2 separate regions of the Rattus norvegicus genome follow, and region 1 is linked to region 2. A link is a contact called in public Hi-C data. All regions are on one chromosome and are shown on one strand. The core of a region is the stretch at or near the end of the contact, and the rest is flanking DNA. Distances in the headings are between cores, read along the strand shown.

The links. Hi-C and Micro-C count contacts between places; a contact is called where the count stands out from the background.
Region 1: a contact with region 2 is called in a Hi-C map of frontal cortex, with 2.5 times the contacts expected there. The contact joins the enhancer-like site here to the promoter of Crybg3 in region 2. A contact is called at or near these places in 9 of 12 Hi-C or Micro-C datasets (the A7r5 cell line, the Rat2 cell line, Schwann cells and 6 more).

Annotation. Positions count from the first base shown.
Region 1 is chr11:54,279,223-54,281,922 of GRCr8, forward strand. Crybg3 (crystallin beta-gamma domain containing 3) reads left to right here. Exons shown (of 22, transcript XM_213639.11): 8 at 1,354-1,490; 9 at 2,258-2,372. Among named protein-coding and RNA genes, the nearest start is that of Crybg3, 62 kb to the left of the region's middle. Within about 2 kb of position 1,444, at least 32 of the 93 cell types and tissues checked have an H3K27ac peak or open chromatin away from gene starts, as enhancers often do.
Region 2 is chr11:54,217,057-54,219,756 of GRCr8, forward strand. It overlaps Crybg3 (crystallin beta-gamma domain containing 3), which reads left to right and starts at 1,343. Exons shown (of 22, transcript XM_213639.11): 1 at 1,343-1,676. The coding sequence starts at 1,528.

The sequences.
Region 1 (2,700 bases), core at 194-2,693, 62 kb after region 2:
GTCGTTCAGTCTGTAGTTAGTGGTGTCTCTGATGATGATCGCATGTGCTCATTTTATTAAAATGTCTTCATATGAATTTCAAGCATTAGAGGTGAGAATTATGTTACTGGAATTTGAATTATAGGACTAAGCACCCTTGAGTACACAGGGTTGTGTGTCTGGACAGAACGATATCTCTAGTTTGGGAAAAGAGAGAAATCATTGTGATTCTAATCCCTTAAGAAAGGACAATATTTTAACCACCACTATTAGGTATGATAAGAGATTCCCCTTTATAAAGAGGATGCATCAAGAGCATAAAACTTCCAGAGAACCACGTTGGGTGGAAAAGAACAGAGAGGCCCCGGGTGTGACTGCAGAACTCTGGGGAGTGCCTGTGGGTCTTGACACTGTGGAAAAGCAAAACCAGAAAGCACTCTGGTGTGCACTGATCCTGGGAGTGTCTCAGGGGAAGGAGCGGTCTGAGAAGTTGGGGCCTTTAAAGGCACTCCTGCCTGACTCCTAGGGTTATGGCTGCAGTTTGCAGCAGCAGTGGAAGCAGGTTAAAAAGAACTAGGCAAGTGTCATTTTTAAAGGAAGTTGTGCGGGGGCATGCTGACAGTGAGTATCTCATTTTTTAAAGGCCAGGGTAGAGTCAAAGACTGTAATAACTTATAAGCCAACTTGCCCTGAAAAAAAGCAGAGTCCCACAAGTAGGAAAATCCATTTCCTTTTTCCTCACCTCCAGTTCCTTCTCCTTTGTTGATGTAAAGCAGATAAACACACTGGAGGGGCAGGGCCTCTCCTGTATTTATTTTTTTAATGTCCCCCAGGAGATCAGCCTTTTTTTTTTTTTTGAAGTCCCTTCCTCCCTTAAGGCTTTGTTATGCTTCTGAGAAGGAAGACTTGCAGACCTTTGGCACTCCAACCCTTTAGTAAGTGAGGCACTCTTAGTGGAACAAGCGTTTTTAAAACGAAGCCGAAAAGAAAAAGAAAAGAAAAAAAAACATTAAAAAAGAGACAGGGGGCTGGGGATTTAGCTCAGTGGTAGAGCGCTTACCTAGGAAGCGCAAGGCCCTGGGTTCGGTCCCCAGCTCCGGAAAAAAGAACCAAAAAAAAAAACAAAAAAAAAACAAAAAAAAAAAAGAGACAGTAATTTTTCTCGCAATGTTTATATAGTTGTCGGGCTATTCACATGACTCCTGAGAGAAACTGTTTAAAGCCCATGCTTAAGCACTAACAGTTCCACCCTGTGTTGTTCTCGTGGAGAATCCCACTACACAATGAAATCATTGTGACCGTGAGTCCTGGGTGTTTACAGCACTAGCCCGCGTGTGTCTCTAGATGACTTCAAGGGCGGTTTTTCTTCTGCAGGATTGCAGCATTCCGGAAATAGAGCTGCGCCCCAAGTCTGACCCTGGGTGGTGCCCCATCTACATACACCGATCCATCCCCAATCTGGAAGAGCTGAACATCCCCAAGTCTTCGACCTTCACCGTGAAGTCAGGAGTGTATGTGTTAGCTTTTCTATATTGTAGTGATTAATGGCCACTAAAGTTAACTGTTTTTACCTCCAGTCTCAATACTTGACACATGCATTCTGAAGTCTTAGTTGGTCTTGTTTACGCTTCTGGATACCCAAGAAAGACTACCTACCCCCTGGCTTAATACAGATTCCATCTTCCTTCAGATCCAATTAAGGCTTTTGATGAACGACTTCCAGGAGCAGGCACAGCCTGCTGATAGATAGATAGATCCCATTGTCTTTTTATCTAACAGCGTTTGGGGATTGAGAAACAAAAGCACGTCTCTGATCTACAGCTTTGGAGCCTGAGCGGTTCCTATCTTAACATTTATCTGCTGATCCCTTCCCACCGCCAGGCCCACGTCACTGCTCTGTCTTCTCCTTCTCCCTTCCCAGAGGCAAAGGCTGAGTGAATGTCACTCACCTAGTGATGAGTGATGGGTCCTGGACGAGTGGGCCAGCAAGCAAAAACTTTAAGTTATGGTCTGCATGCCTTAAAGGTGCCCCGTGTCTTAGGTCTTAAGAAAATTCTAAAACAGAAATTAATACACAATACTCAGAAACAAGTTAGAAGGTAGAGATTATATGAGTTATAAATACTTTAAACGTGTTAGCCTACCCCCTCATAGTTACTTTGGTGTATTTTATTAGTGTAATTCTATCACGGGATTTCTTGATCGTCCTTTTTCCTCGTAGACAGCCAAGATAGCCTATCATTATCCTACTTTAACCAACCATTTGTACCTCGTTCAGTTGGCTGGCCTACCCAGATGTTAACTTTAAGGGGCAAGCTACAGTTCTGGAGGAAGACCAGGGGCTCTTCGAGATTTCTGCGGCAGAGATGAAATCGCTGCAGACTCTTCAAATGGTAAGCAGGTTTACCTTCCTCTTGCCCAGCACCCACTCGTGCAGGTCACGCAGCTGCGCTCTTTGCCGATAGCCCTCAGTCCCAAGAATGCTTGCCCCACCGAACCGCCACACCGCATATCGCGTGTCTCTTCACACCATACAGAACGCTTGCATTTACTTGGAACTGAGGCAAGTCTATCACAGCGCACGCAGCTTTCTGAAATTTTAAGTATTTAATAATAAAGTCTTCAGTCTGTCTTGTTGATGCTCATTAGAAAATTAGTCGTGGTAGATTGTCTCTTCCAGTTTGGAAGTGAATAGAAAACTTGGCATTAGTAATAAACTGG
Region 2 (2,700 bases), core at 93-2,592:
AAATTCAATACGAAGAATTTTCCATGTTTTGAGCCTAATACTTCTGCATGTACCTAGGAGACTAATTATAAAGAAATACTAATATCTGGACTATCACCTAATAGAGAGAAATAGTATTATTGAAAATCAGAATTGCTTCATAATCTTATTGGCTGCCAGACACTTTTACCCCCAGACAGACTCCTGCCTGCACCCTCTGTGCCAACGTTGAGGTGTAGGGTCGCTTTCCTCACAGGGCAAATGGGTGAGGCAGCTGGTAGTCAGCTAACCTTGTTTTGGGGAGACACATTATTCTCTAGGCCTTGAAGTTGCAGGAAAGAATTTGCTTCAGGTTTTTGGTTTTGAATCCTTCTGGGCTTTCTGATTAGTAGATCTTTAATACTTATTCTCTTTCAAGATAATGTGAGCTTGGCCAACTTTTTAATGCTGTCTAATTTTATCTTATCCTAATTTTTTCTTATTCTGTTACCGTGAGTTTCAGATCCAGTTGAAGGATGAAAATGGTTCAAAGGGGTAGCTGTGGGGCAGCGGGAAGGCTCCTTAACCGACTATGATTACTTGGGGCTGACAGACTGCAAGCTCCTCACTTTTCAGGCCAACCACAGAGGGATATCACCTTATTTTCATGTTATTTGCCCACCTAACTTTTAGTGATTAAATGCCCCACTGCTTTCTTGAATTTTGTATCTCTGGAATTTGACTTCAGACAAAATATGACAATACACCTGGGGTGAATGTGGCACTGTGCTTTCTGAACTAGCTGCTACTCTGTTTACAAAGTCATTTTATTATAATGTTAAGAACCTCTGGCCTTACAGAATACAGTAACATCTACGCAACAACAAAACTATTTGTTTCAGCGTTTTCTGGTTTGAGTCATACTTGACTCATTTGTTTTTGATCAGGGTCATTTCTTGAAAAAGGATTCTGGGAGTGGCCCATAGGTGAAGGGTGAGAGCTGAAGCACACCTGGGTGAGTTAGTTACTCCACATCTGAGCCAGCTGAAGCAGAAACAAGGTGCTGACAGCTGGACAGATGGGCTCTCCCCTGCCGGCTGAAACTGTCCTTAGAAAGGCTGTGTTTTGCTTGCAGGGCTGCAGGGCAGGCAAGCTGGTGCTGCATCTTGCCAGGTGTTTCCCCAGACTTGATTACCCAGTTTTAAAACGATCCTAACTAGGGAAGGGAAGCAAGGCATTTACAGTTTGTGTGGGCCAAGCCAAGTGGGCTGCTGGCCGTGGTGGTTTGAGCGGGAAGCCGGAGCCTAGCATCCCCAGGCTGCTTCTCCGGGACCTGCGAGCTACGGCCGACGGGGCGGTCGCGGCTGCTGGCTCCTCCCGGGGGCGGGCAGCTCCGGGCGCGGGCAGGAGGAGGAGCCGCACGGGAGCGCTCGTGCCGGCCAGGCTGGAAGAGCCCCGCCGGCCGCCCGCGCTGACTCCCGCTGTGCTCAGCGAGCCAGGGCTGCGGCCACCCGCGCTCCGGCCAGCGGCTCGTCGGGGCCCGCGGACGGCCCGGCGGCGCGCGGGGAGATGTCCGGCGGCCGCAGGAGGGGCAGCGCCCCCTGGCACAGCTTCTCTCGGTTCTTCGCTCCGCGGAACCCTTCCCGGGACAAGGAAGAGGAAGAGGAGGAGAAGCCGGGGACCGGCCAGCCGGCGGGAGCGAACCGGAGTGCAGCCAGGTGGGAGCCGCGGGGGCGCTGTGCGCTCCTTCCTCCTTCGCTCGGGTTTCCTCCCGTCCCGCCCTGGGTGGCTTAGATCTGGGGAAGTTCTTGCTCCCGGCCGGTTCCTTTCCCGCCGCCATCGGGGCTCCCGGCTCTGTCCCCTCCACTCGTGGGAGGCTGTGCAGCGGCCGAGGGAACCTCGCGCCCCTCCGCTTCGTGCTTTGTCATCTTAAGGTTTTCTCGAAGTGACTCCTAAAAGAGTTGCGATAAGAGCTTTCCGAGACTACTTCCAGAATCTGGAGTCTTCGCCAGATTTGTTTACAGTTTAAATGTTGCCGCCCTTCCTCCTTCCTCTCTCTCCCACTTGGGACATCTGACTGAGGCGCTCCGATTTGGGGGAGCCGGGGCTGGAGCTGAGAGCTGGCTTAGTTTAATGATTATTATGCGCACTCTTTCCATAACCTCTTTTCCTCTACTGCTGCTTTAAAGACTGACATTTTTAAAAATTCGTCTCATTAAAATGTCCGGTTTTTTTTTTTTTTAATTTCCTCATCTCCAAAAGGAGGTAACTCTCCCCTCCCTCCCTCCCTCTCTCTCCCTCCCTCCCTCCCCCCCCCCCCTCTCTCTCTCTCTCTCTCTCTCTCTCTCTCTCTCTCTCTCTCTCCTTCTACCTCTCCTCTCTTTTTGAGAAGTGAGGCCAACTTCACTTGCACCAGAAGAACCTGTAACCCATGTCCTTGGAAGGTTGCCCTCTAGAGAGCTATATTTACCTCAGACTAAAGACTTGCTGATGGACTTCAAAGAAAAATGGATCTGAAATCACTGGCGCTTCTAGTTCCATTACTATTTAGGGTTTGTGATTTGTTGTTAGCCCTTCGTGCTCCTCGGTTTTCCTAATTGTGGAACATGTTCTACTGTAAGCACCTGTTAGCATAATGCATCTTTCCAAGAAATGGCCGATTATAATTGACTGGCTATCCTACTTGGAATTTCAGATACTATTGGCCTGGTTGTTGATGCTTTTAAGGCTCGAAGTTTCCCC